Linked DNA regions of Sus scrofa: region 1 is linked to region 2. The links are chromatin contacts, called in public HiChIP or PLAC-seq maps. All regions are on one chromosome and are shown on one strand. Each heading gives the region's core, a stretch centred on a gene start, on an enhancer-like site or on the middle of the called end of the contact. The rest is flanking DNA. Distances are from core to core; before and after follow the strand shown. Region 1 overlaps RBFOX1 (RNA binding protein fox-1 homolog 1). Region 2 overlaps RBFOX1 (RNA binding protein fox-1 homolog 1).

What was found. HiChIP or PLAC-seq counts read pairs in DNA pulled down with a chosen protein or histone mark.
Region 1: a contact with region 2 is called in an H3K27ac HiChIP or PLAC-seq map of skeletal muscle. The contact joins two enhancer-like sites. A contact is called at or near these places in 1 of 47 Hi-C or Micro-C datasets (fetal skeletal muscle) and 1 of 2 datasets of contacts at active chromatin or transcription factors (skeletal muscle).

Annotation. Positions count from the first base shown.
Region 1 is chr3:35,555,225-35,561,576 of Sscrofa11.1, reverse strand. The region is part of intron 7 of RBFOX1 (RNA binding protein fox-1 homolog 1); the gene reads left to right. Among named protein-coding and RNA genes, the nearest start is that of TMEM114, 1.5 Mb to the right of the region's middle. Within about 2 kb of position 2,401, at least 2 of the 83 cell types and tissues checked have an H3K27ac peak or open chromatin away from gene starts, as enhancers often do. A contact at or near this core is called in fetal skeletal muscle and skeletal muscle, where this site is marked.
Region 2 is chr3:35,305,905-35,312,819 of Sscrofa11.1, reverse strand. All of the region lies in intron 7 of RBFOX1 (RNA binding protein fox-1 homolog 1), which reads left to right. Among named protein-coding and RNA genes, the nearest start is that of TMEM114, 1.2 Mb to the right of the region's middle. Within about 2 kb of position 3,894, at least 3 of the 83 cell types and tissues checked have an H3K27ac peak or open chromatin away from gene starts, as enhancers often do. A contact at or near this core is called in fetal skeletal muscle and skeletal muscle, where this site is marked.

The DNA.
Region 1 (6,352 bases), core at 1,152-3,651, 250 kb before region 2:
TGAAATGAGACTTCTCCCTTTATAGGACACTTGCCTTGTAACTCTCATTATGGAAAAGTGCATTTGGTGAATATAAAATGTAGATAAAGTATGAGATAATCTCTCTCTCTTATCTATCTATCATCAATCTAATCTATCATCTGTCATCTATCAATCAAGTCTGTCATCTTTTTCTATCTTTCTATCATCTATCAATCATAAATCTAATTTATCATCTATAGGTCATCTATCAATCTCGTCTATCATATTTTTCTATCTATCTATTCAATCTCGTCTATCATATTTTTCTATCTATCTATCTATCTATCTATCTATCTATCTTTTCTACTAATGTAGCAATATCTTAATTCAGAGTAGGAGATACTAAAGATAAAATACACATTAAATTTAATTGTGAATGTTCTGTATGAACTCTGTATCTGAAGTGCAGTGTTCAGTGTGTGTGTGTCTGTTCTTACATCCCAGATAAGATCAAGAGGCATCTACAAACATAAGTATCCCCAAGAGCCAGGCCCATAAGCCAAGGAATCCATTTGCCAAGTAACGTCTGGTCTCAGGGACGATTGGGAGCAGTGGAGACTGTGGAAAAATGGAAAGCATTTGCATCTGATGAGGGCAGCTGCTACTCAGCATTAGCCCATTGTCACCACGGTGGAAATACTGATCTTACATTGCTGGAGCATCTAGTAGTTCTAAAGAAATGGTACTTCTAGATTTTCATTGGAAATGTCCTGGTCTCTCAATATTGGCAAATAAGTTACATTAAAAAAAAAAGGCAGGATTAGCCCAAAGAGCATCTTCAGGGTTTTTCCTGCCTATTGATTTGAAACAGCTGTATCACCCATTGGCCTCCACTGCATCCCAAGTGCCGACCCAGAGATTGATACACAGTAGATGCTCAGTAGAGTATCTGTAGAATCAGTGAATATGAACACACATAAATAGTTAAAGAACAAGTGCTCAGTGATGGTTCCCCAAGGTTTTCTATCAGGAAGGGCCTATCTTGTCCTCTGTGCAAATCTAGAATTAGTGGAGATTGTGTGTGGAGCTATCCATTGCCAAAAGCAATGAAGATGATGGACTTCCTGTTTTTCTTGACTGCGTGACAAAGTGTGTCCAGGATGTCTCCAAAGGAGGAGGACCAGCCCTTCTCGTTTGCTTGGAGCTGTCCCAGTTTTAGCTCTGAAAGTCCCACATCTCAGAAAATCCCCAGCTCCTCTCAAACCGGGGACAGTTGGCCACCCTCCTCTCCATCCTTTTGGCTGTGCCTCAGTGGCCTCTAAAATGCCATAGGTCAAGGTGGATGCGCGATGGAGCCTTCGCCAGCTGTTGGCAGCGGTTGTTTTCCTGCCTCCCGGATGAAGCCAGCTTTGAGGATCTCTCCATCACTGTTTGTCTAATGGTATGTCTTGGCATTGGCTCTCCCCAAACCACTCAGCTATTATGCATCTTGATGGCACTGTCGATGGGCTCTTGTAACAGGTGCCCTGCCACCTGCCCAGTGCTGCAGAAGACTCCACCATGTAGCGAATGCATTTTAATTATTTAGGTGACATTTTGCCTTATGTAATTTTAGAGAGAAATGTAAATCAGCCAGGGTCTCAGCCAGTTTCTCTGTGTGATGTGTAGATACATAACTAATGGTCAAAACTCAGGCCTGAGCGAGAGATCATTTTTTTCCCCTCCCTCTCTCCTAATGTACAAGATGTATTTTAATATTAATTCCTCCTTTATCCATATATCAATAATTGAGCACTGCATCAATTAATATGCCGGGCAAATTGCATTCCCCATCCTCTCGTTCGCAATGTATTTCAGTAATGGAGATAATTTTCAAGATAAAGTATACAATTTAAAATGGATTAAAAAGAACAACTAATAAAGGAGAATTGATTCAGGGGAGAAAAAAAATTTCTTGGATGATTTCAGGAAATCTTAAGCTGTGCATCCAAGCCTGTGGCTTGTGTAAGGAGAGTCGGTTGAAATGATCCGGTTGTACACATACTGCAACCTTCCCCCAGTCGGCAATTGCAAAGGATGAGGGAGAAGAAAGCATGCATGCACACACACACAGACACACACACACAGATACACACACAGACACACACACACACACACACACACATCTGGTGTCCTAAGGAGACGTGTGTATCATCTCAGTCCATAGGTTAGAAAGGCTAAACATTTGTGCCAGTAAGTCTTTCTGAGGCTTTCCATTTGCTGGGTTGAGTCGGTGGGGCTTGGTTTTGCTTTTGATTTGCTGAATTGGCACAGCAGCCTCAACGGCCCATCCTCCGTCCCCCCTTCCTGCCCATTCCCGCACACACCCTGGCTGAGAGCCCTGCGCCGCGATGGGCAGGCGGCAGCTGCAGCGTGGGCAGCAGGCAGCCTCCAAGCCCGCAATGACACGACGGGGTCGGTAGATGGCTGTAGACAAGTGTGCTGAGCTGTGTGCGCTAACAGCAATGAGTCTGGGGAGGCCTTGACCGGACTGGATGCTGCTTTTATCTGAAGTACATTTAAAGAGATAAAGGGGAAGCCGGGTTACTGCACATGTTCTTTTCTCTGCGGCTGGAGCTTTACTTTGAGCTTAAAAAAAAAAAAAAAAAAAAAAAAATCTCAGATGCTGGCCTCCCAGAGTCAGCGGCTCTGTGCAGATGTGCCTGTCTCCAGAGGATCGGCTGCCTTCCTGTAAATTCCACCAGTGGGGACTTCCGTGACCCTCCCACCAGCCATCAGGAAATGGTGTAGCACCCGCCTGGTTAGGATTACACCATCGCTGTTGTTATTACTCCTACAAGCATCATCAGGGTTTGTGGTCGTCACTCTTGCTGGCTGCCTAAAGTGTGTCTGGATTTTTGCTCATTAAGGAGCCACACCAGGAATTTGTGACCAAAGCAGCCTTGACAGGAAAGAGAGGAAAAGCAAGAGTTAGGAAGAGAGAGAGAGAGAGAGAGAGGGAGGCAGCCTGAAGCAAGTCACATCACACTCAATGCCACTGAAGGAATGCTATCCTCATAAACTCATAAACAAGCACACCAAACCTTAAGGACTTGACAGGAAAAGGCAAGATTTTCTACCCACTGGTTTCAGTTTTTCTTCCAGACACTCTGGGTGAAGTAAGGAGACTTCTGTTTGCTGACAGAGAGCCTTGATTTCTCTTTCAAGATGATGATGTATTTGTGGGTAGGTAGCCTCTCTCTCTCTCTCTCTCTCTCTCTCCCCCTCCTCTCTCTTTCTCTCTCTCTCTCATTCTCTCTGATTAATAAATTGACTTCGGGGATAAAGATTGCAGCCCAGAGTAATCGCATTTTGTGTAAGGTGATTATGCTTGTGGCAGAATAATCTTGCACTGCTACACTACATGTGCCTGCGTTTCCAGTGGGAGTTTAGGCAGGACCTGCTTCATTAGCATTAAGCTGCAGTTTTATTTGCAGTTGTAAAAAGGAAACAAAAAAAAAAAAAAAAGAGAGAGAGAGAGAGATGGGGGAGATGCATGGTTTTCTCTTTTCTTGAAACACTGTGATGGTCATTCAGCAAGAAATTTTTTTTTTATTTAAATAAAGAAAAGGTCTGGAAAAGCTGATCCAGGCATGAGTCAAATTCTGCCTCACTTGTAGCTTAAGAAGAATGAATTGTTCTGAGTGGTGGTGGTTCTTGTTTGTTTGTTTTGTTTTCTCTCACAAGTGACTACTTATTTGTCATTTGGGGGCCGAGTGTCGGAGATGCGAGCTGAGTTTCTTATTCTCCTTCACCAGGTGTGTGTTGTGTGTGTGCATTTTACAGGATTGGTCTGGTAACAGATTTCCCTTGTAACCTGTTCTGGCTTACTGATAAATATTATTTAGTTATTGTTTGTTTCCTTGTTTGTTTTCAGGAGATAGCATTCAAATAAAAGCGCTGAAGTGGTAACCTGTCGTTTCGATTTCCACTGTTGCACTGTCAAGGCAATTTTAAAAAACAGAAATCTAGCATGAAAGGCTTAGAAAAATGTCTCAATCATGTTTGGTTTGTGGGGGACACATCCACATCCTAGTTGGGTTTTGCCACTGAAGGAGTCGTGTGCCTTTATCAGCCAAAGACCTGGCTCTGTGATTTCATGTGAAAGACGGGATGCTCCCTGCGGTTTGAAGGGAGGGAGGCATTTGCTACATAAAACGTGCTTCTCTTTTTCGTCAGTATCATCATCGTTGTTGTTTTTTGTTGTTCAGCGTACTTGGGAAAAACCTCTCCTTATTTTCCTCCCTCGGATCGTTCTTCTAGTTCAACTCAGATCCGTGAACTTATCGCTCTGGGGGAAAAAAGCCTCTGTGTTCAAAACCTCTGTTCTTTGACCTCTGCTGGTGTCTCCGCTTTAGCCCTCAGTGAGCAGTGCCACGTCGACCTTTTTTTTTTTTTTTTCCTCTCCCCCTCCTCTGTTCCTGTGTACATTTTCTTTTACTGTGACTTTAGCTCCATTTCCACCTGGTTTATTTCTACCTGATTCAATATCATGAATTCCACCAGTGGGGGACAGGCTATCTTGCTCATGATTTTGTTTCATTTCAGGGCAAGTTTTCATCTTTAAACTTGCTTGTCATGAAAGAGGTGTTTGGAAATACAGAATCACGAGAAGCATAAACTTCGCATAAACTTTGTAGAGACAGTTTTACCAAAAAATGCTGAATTCTCATGTCATTTCTTTTTAACAGTAGAGGTGGAAACAATTAAAATTTTGAATGTTTACAAATGCTGATTTTTAAGCACGAAGAATATTTGTCACGTAGGATCATGGCAGAATGGAAGTAACTGCTGGTGTTTGAGAGAAAGGAGTCTTATGTTGGTTTTTTATTTTGTGAGTGGATCCTGGCTAATTGTAAACAAATTTCAATATTTTTAAGCAGTGGGGAGTAACAGTTTGCCAGATACAATTTTTCTCTGAGTTGCTAAGAGGTGCCCCTTGATTTTATTTATGAAGTTTGCTGGCTCTTAGACCTGTGCATCTTTGCAACTCCCAGCAGAGGGGAAGACACTACATGTTCCAGGCCCTCTCCCAGGCCCTGAAAGCTTGCTAACCTGATTCCTGGTAATTACTCCTTGACCTGCAAAAGCTGCATCCCTCAATTTCTATTTTCTTCGTTCTGACCAATGCTTTTTTAGTGCTGTATGTTTTTATTAACTGCATTTATCAAACTGAAAAAAAAAACAAAAACGGTTACTATCTCTTTGCCTTGTGTGCGAGTATTCTTTTACAAGTTCAATTCCAGTTTTGGTTTTTTTTTTGTTTGTTTGTTTTTTGGTTTGCATTCAAAAAAATGGCAGACTTGAAATTGGAACAGCTGGATCCATGCTGTTTAAGGAGATATGAATTAGTGAGCTGGCATTAACACTGTGGGGTTGGAGGGTTTTTCTCATTCTTTCTTCTTCTTCTTCTTCTTTTTTTTAAATGCAGAGGTTCTGCCGTTGCTTTCTAGTCTGTAAATAAAGATACTCTAAATGAAGCTGATATCTCTTTTAAGGAGCTCGTCTTGCTTTAGGAAAATGAGTCTCGGCTATATCCATGTATGAAAATAGTGTTTGCTGTTCTCTCATGGATGTAAAAATGGAAATGAAGAGACTTGGAAATCCGGTTAAACAGATTCCATATTCAGTTTATTCCCGTCCTTGTTTCTGAAATTTGTCAAGTAGGCTCTTTTCATGCACCTGTGTTAATAGCACAGGATTTCAGTGAGGACACTTTTAGGCTGGAAACTTTTTGCTGTGGGGGGGTGTGGGAGCAGGGGAGAGAGTCTTCTCGCTTCCCCTCTGTCGCCACTCAGGTCTTGTAGTACATTGGGTTGTCTCCTCAGGATGAGAAAGGCAGTGGGATGCTTAGCCATGGTCCTAATTAAAATCACAGTGAAGTGCCTAGATGCCAGTCTGATAATATAATTGCAGACGGACACCCCTGAAATCTTTTAGCCCCATCTAACATTTGTATAGTTTTTCCTTGGATTCCTCTTGGAAGCTTTTTTCCTACACACACACACACACAAAAAAAAAAAAACCACGTTATTTTCATTGTGCTTCATTTCCCCTGGGTGAGGACAGCTTGGTGTACAGGGGAAAGCAAGTTGAGTTCCCTGGCACCCTCTGTTAACTTCTCAGCAGTTTTGATCCACTAAACTCGGGTACCATGGAAGAGAGAAACAGCGTCCCCTGGGGGCTCCCTGAGAAAGCAGAGAAGTCACTTTTCCCAAGGCCTTCATCTATGTGGGGTACTGGTTTACCCATGCCCTAGAATAAGATAAAGCCCTCTTGGACTGCACAACTGTGGCTATTTAATTCCATCAGCATCAGTCTTTCTGGGGATACAGTTGAGCTGTGCAGAACA
Region 2 (6,915 bases), core at 2,645-5,144:
AGCCGTTGAACCCCATCCCTATCTACATTGCAGGGGATGAGAACTCCTACCTGCGGCAGGGTGATGGAGCAGCCTGGGGAATGGATAAAAAGGCTTCCATTGCTGAAGGTGATACAAAGCATATGGGATTCTTATCTGTCCAAACAGTTGTGGGGTTTGAGTGTGCAGTGCGGTCTGCATGTGTATTTTCTTTGTTTTCCTTTTTTTAAAAATTACTCAATGACTATTATCACAGTTATGGTTGTACAATGATCATTACAACTCAGTTTTATAGCATTTCCATCCCAAACCCCCAGCCTATACCCCCACCCAACCTGTCTCCTTTGGAAACCATAACGTTTTCAAAGTCTGTGAGTCAGTATCTGTTCTGCAAAGAAGTTCATTGTGTCCTTTTTTTAGATTCCACATGTAAGTGAGAGCATATGGTGTTGGTGTCTCACTGTCTGACTGACTTCACTTAGCATGATGATTTCTAGGTCCATCCATGTTGCTGCAAGTGCTATTATTTCTTTCCTTTTAATGGCCGAGTAATATTCCATTCTGTATATGCACCACATCTTCTTTATCCACTCCTCTGTCTATGGACATTTAGGTTGCTTCCGTATCTTGGCTATTGTATCTAGTGCTGCAATGAACACTGGAGTACATGTATCTTTTCAAATCATGATTTTCTATGGATAGATGCCCAGGTGTGGGATGGCTGGATCAAATGGTAATTCTATTTTTGTTTTCTGAGGGATCTCCATACTGTTTTCCACCAATTGACATTCCCACCAACAGTGTAAATAGGGTTCCCTTTTTTCCACACCCTCTCCAGCATTTATTATTTGTAGACTTTTTGATGATGGCCATTCTTGCCAGTATAAAGTGGTACCTGCACATGTATTTTCTTTAGTGTTTCATTCCAGCAAGTCAGAGCCTCACTAAGGAGGAGTGTATAGAGTTCCCTCCCAGGATGGATGTGGCGTGTGTCCGATGACATCTATGCTTCCCAGCTTCCCACCTTGCTCATGGATTGGCCCTCACTAGTTTTAAACTTTTTGTCACCATCAGTCCCCACCCCCATCCTGTTAGGTGAATGGTCTTCTCTCACCTTGGGTTACTTGGTAGGGGTCTTGTCGCTGACACATCGTGCTATATTCCCAGGGTCTCAGAGGGCCCAGGACCCAGGACCACCTGCTTCATGTCTGCTTTTGTGCTCAGATCTGCTCTGATGTCACAGATAAGTTGAATTCAGAACTGGTTGGATTTCTTTGGGTTGAAAGATGACAGCTGATCCACCACTTTGAAGGTCAGGAAACAGGAGGATGATTCTTGAACATGGGTGGTTTTGCTACAATCCCTTTGGTTGGAGGAATGGAACCTAATCCTGGCTAGTTTAGCAAAAATATCATAGGGAAGGTGTTTGTATTATTTTCCGAGGTTGTAATGCATAAACAGTTGGACACACAGAAGCTTTGGATTTGAAAGAAGGAAGCAAGAAAATCAAGCCATGGGACTTGAGGAGGTTGGGCAGGACTGGGGACCCTGGCACGAGTTTTATGACCATTCTCTCCAGGCCAGTGGTTCTCAGCCCCCTATAGAGGCATATGGCCATGTCTGGAAGCATTTTTAGGTGTTTTCACTGGAGTGGGGGGATTGCTTCTGGCCCCCTGCCATGCATAGGACAACAAGAATGATTCAGAATTGTCCAGAATTATCTGTCTTAAAAGTGTCAACCAAGCCAAATTGACCTGACATGCAGTGACTGAGCTCCAGAGTCCAGCAGCTTCTGTGGGTCTCTATTCAAGTTTCAAATTCCCAGGAAAGAGTCTGAGGGATTCAGCTCAGGGTACCTCTCAGTCTTTGCATCAGTAAACTATGTCTTAGACGCCAGGTACTTGGAGCCCATTCGTAATATTGTTGAGCAGTCCTGAGGTCGGCTGAGATTTTCAAGCCAGGAATCCTTCCAGGAGCTAAGTTTTACAGGGTTTGTGATAGCCATTAGCAGACCTCCCCTGTGGCTGAGATCCTGCCCTGCTGGCCCTTTTCATGCAGAGCTATCTGCCCACAGGAAGCATGTCTCACCTTGGTGCCCATCTCAGCAAACAGCCAATTTGTTTGGTCTTTGATCGAAGCCTATGGCATCCTCTTGGGCTCCTTTCCAAAAGAAGATTCATTAAAAAATAATTGTCACCTATTTTTCTAACTGTAAAATTAATTCAGGATACACACTAAGTTGTGGCAATCAGAAAAGCATAAACAAATTCACACACACACACACACACACACATGTACACACACCACATTCTCCACACATATGCATAAATTAAAATCCACCACCCCAAAATAACCACCTCAAACCACTGTCTATAGCTCTGGTCTTTTTTTTCTCTACACATATTATCTTCCAAAATAGCTTCTCATACCCTCATCCTACACATAAGGATTTATATCACTTCCAGCCAGTGCTTTTTTAAAATAAAAGTCTATTAAAATAGAATCAGTGATTTTTCTAAACTTAAGAATATCCTTTTTTGTTAGGTTCTTGAAGACTAGGATGATATCTTAAAACAAAATGCACATCCTGTGTTCTTTCCCTTTCTTTCAGCCATGACAAGGTCAGCTGGGCATCCTAGTAAATGGATCACTGGAAAATTGTAGTGTTTAAGTCAGATGGGAAGAGGAAGATTGGGTTGAAAGGGGAGGAATCACTGGAATAATCCCACGGCAGAGATGGGTTGGCTGAGGTCAAGTGGGCATTTCTCTTCCCACTTTTCCTTCCATGTTCCATGAAATGGAGCCATGAAATTAAGCTTCCCTTTGAGGGAAGCAGCAATTCCATCACTGTCAGGAAGGCACAAATGTTCTTAGAACTAAGGCAACACAAAACTCTCTCACAGGACTTGGCCATGGTTCATGTTTGTTTTAGGGCTACAATGTGGGTTAAAAACCAAACTGCTCGTTGGGGGGTGGGAAGTGAAGGGATGGACTGGGGGTTTGGGATTGGCATATGCACCCTGAGGTATATGGAATGATTGACCCGCAGGGACCTGCTGTAGAGCACAGGGAACTCTACTCAGGATTCTGTGATACTCTATGTGGGAAAAGAATCTGAAAGAGAATAGATGTGTGTGCGTGTGTGTATCTGAATCACTGTATTGTACAGCAGAAAAGATTACAACCCTGCACATTAACTATACTTCATTAAGACTTTTAAAAAAATTAAAAATAAGTAAAAACGAAGCTGCTCAAGACATCAACCTCTCTTCTGGGCAGACTTCTTTCAGGAGCTGAGCCTGGGAGATAGATCATCCTTGCCTTGTCAGCCCTCAACTCCTGGCCGAATATTTCTCTTACAACCCCAATGCATGATCAGTTTTCCATTTAAATGACTGCTTTCTCTCTTAAACAATGGCATCTGTCTCTTAATTCCCTTACATCCTAAAAAACATAACATTTCCCCTTCATAGTTTGGAGAAAGATTCATGGACTGGGCTTGCCAATGGCCTTGAGATAAGGTGAACCAAACAGCTCTTGTTGGAAAGTGCACAGAAAATGCGAAAGACCTTTCCCCCATCTGTAGCTTACTCCTTAATGTTCTTCCCCATCCATCTTTAGATCTGACCCTCAAAAATCAAGGTGAGGGTCATGACATGCCATGTGCATTTCAGCAGTCAGAGCGGGGTTGGTTTGCATATTCAGATGGCTCTTGCTTGGTTTCTGTGTGTGTTTATTCATTTAGTGAATCTTTACTGAACATGCAATGTGTGCTAGATAACAGGATGGCAGTGGTGAGTAATACCATTTAGATTTAACAGGGAAAAGCAGGCAACCAACAGAACATCAGGTGGCTGTAGGGCCTATGAATAAAATAAGACAGCTTACATGATAGCGACAAAGAGGGTTATTTTGGATGGTTGAAGAAGGGAAGGGGTGGAATTTGAGCTCAGATCTGATTGACAAGCAGGGGCCAGCTGTGTAATGTCCTGGGCTAGGGAAGAAAGTGCAGGCAGAGGCAACAGCAGAAGCCCTAAGATGACATGAGATGGGCACGCCTGGGGTGAACCAGGATGGTCAGAAGGACAATGACCTAATGGATAGAGGGTAAGAAGCAGGACTTAAAGCCCAGTGTGTGGTCTGCAGCATTGAAGGACATTGTGGGGGTTTTAGATTTTGGTCTAAGGGAGATGGAAACCCCTCTGGAGAGTTCCAAGGAGAAGAACACTGTAATCTGATTTTACATTATTCTAGGATTCCTCTGGAAGCTGGATGGGAGATGGACACAGGTTCTTAAGTGGGGGCAAGATGGGAAAGAGGGAACAGAGAGGACAGCCAGGGTGCATTCAAGTGGAGATGCCAACACCAAGGTAGCCACAGTCGACTAATGAATATTCACTCCTCATGCCATCATTTCTTCCATTTGCTTGATTAGAGAATTCTGCCCTGAAAGGAAGGATGGTTTTCAGGGGATGTGGTGAAACAGAAAGTCACAGTGATTATGAAGGTCACTGGGTCTGGGTCTGAGGGTCTGGTAGCTCGTGCTGCTTTAGAGGAAAGCAGCATGTGTGTTTAATTGTTAACGACCCCAAAATTCATCCAAGAGTACAAGCAAACCTGCTTAACCACAGGGAATCAGTCTTGGGCACGTTAAAGTCTTGCCAAACCAGAGCTGTGAGCAACATCTGGAGATCCATTGGGCTGGATTTTCCATCATAGGACAGTTCCGTTTTCAGGCTGCCAGATTTCCCCTCTATTTTATTTCAGCAGAAATTGAGATGAGCCCTTTGGACTAGATGTGTCCTTTTTGTGATTTGTGATAACGAGAATAACTCAGGAGTTTGGATTCAGATGGATATATGTTCCAGAGTCAGCCTTGTCCTCTATTAGATTTTATCACACAGAGATTATTTTGCATCTCTGAGTTTCAGTTTACTCCAGGGTAAAATAGAATGAAAGGATTCGTGTGTCAAAGAGCAGCAGAAAAGATTATGATGTGTGACTGGCTAATGCCTTTTTTCAATAAGTCCTCAGACATTTACTGAGCACCTGCTGTGTGCAAGACACCCCACTAGATCTTAGCAGAATGGTTTCCAGTGAGTCAGGTGTGGTTCCTTCCTTAGCCAAGTTCATGGTCTCATGGGAGAAAGAGATAAAACAGAGAACAGAGCAGCAACAGCAACATAGGAGCTGATTAACTACAGTTGGAGTAAATGCTATGAAAAAAAAAAAATACTGATGGCGGCAGGGGCAGCATCCAAGATACTTTGTCCCTGAGTCCACGCCCCTCCCCACACAGTGTCTCGAGATCCTTTCTCTGTTGGCTCAAGCCTCCACTTTTCTGAGCTTCCCCGGTTTGTCTTGGAGACACCTGCTGCTGCAGTCTTCCATGTCTCAAATGCCCATGGCCACGGGTGCAGCCGAATATACAGGAGCTGGGAAATGTGCTTTTCCAGAGTTTGGGAGCCACCTGTTCCTGGGAGTGCCATGGAAACGCACATTCCGTCACTTGATCTCAAGACCCAGGCGGGGGAATTTTCAGCTGTCAGCAGCTGTCTTTTCTGATCCGCTGCTGAGGAGGAGTTTCCAACCCCATGAGAAGCCCATTGTAACCCTCACCGGTGATCCAGTTGCCTCTCTCTGGAGCTGAGAAGGAAGGACGGGTTCCTACAGAAGGATGTGTGGGCATAGCTTTTTAATTGGGGTGGCTGGAAATGTCCCCTCAAAGTATATGTCAAACTGTGAGCACATGGTTTTGCCATGGAGGGGTTTTTAACTTTCAGTCAGTTGTCAAAGCGCCCTAGGGCAGAAACATACTTAAGAATCTCTGCTGCAGAAAACAGCCATGGCTCTGTGGCTTTGTAGCTTCTGGGTGGAGAACATCTCCCAGCCTTTTAGAGGAGGTCAACTGGACACTGCAATAGAGTGTAACCTAAACCTTTGCACACGTCCCCAAAGAGGGCAGAAAGGATGGGGTCTGTCCCCCCTCTCTGGTCCAGGTGACCACATAGGAGGAGACTGAGGCTGTGTATCCTGTTCCCAAGAGTTGCATCATCCATTCTGGAGGTAGTTTCCTGCCATCCTAGGGAGAGCTAGCCCTTCTCTTTCATGAGAGGACATCAGCTAGGGAACTGGAGAACTGATAGGGATCCACCTACCACCAAGTTCTTGCTTCAGGCTCCCCATCTCTGCTGGGGGGTCAGCCCTGTTCATCCAGGGCTCTTGGTGTCCAAATCCCAAAGGGGACTAAGAGGGGAACAGAATGACCAAGAGAGCTAGACATTGTAGCCTTTCTCCAGGAAGAGACCGATGGTGGCCCCACTGACAAGAAATGGCTGAGTGACACTTCTGCCTTTTCCATGCAGTTCTAGAAAGACTCTGGTGTAGGAGTTCTGAAGCCTGCACCCTTGCTCCAGATATTCCCCTGCATGTCTATGCCTCCCTCCCTAAGTAAGTCTCCCGGCATCTCTGATCCTCATTTGTACACGTAAATTGGAGAAGATCAAAGCAGCATTTGTCCAACATAGACACATACACATCTGAGTGTATGTGTGCAAATGTATGCACAGGCTGCTTTGGTCCATGATTTCAGGTTTCAGTTCTGTTTATAGACCCCTCATAAGGGGAACCCAAAGCCTCATCTTCAATCATAGTTTCTAAACTTCAGACATTCAAAAGCTTTGCAGCATCAGTACTTCTATGTATTTCATACTTTTTTTCCAACTGATTTCGGTTTTTGTTTGTTTATTTTTTGCTTTTTAGGGCCACACCTGCAGCATATGGAAGTTCCCAGGCTATGGGTCGAATAGGATCCTTAATCCACTGAGCAAGGGCAGGGATCAAACCCACATCCTCATGGATGCTAGTCAGGTTTGTAACTCACTGAGCCACCATGGGAACTTTTGATTTAGTTTTTGTACCTGATATAAATTAATT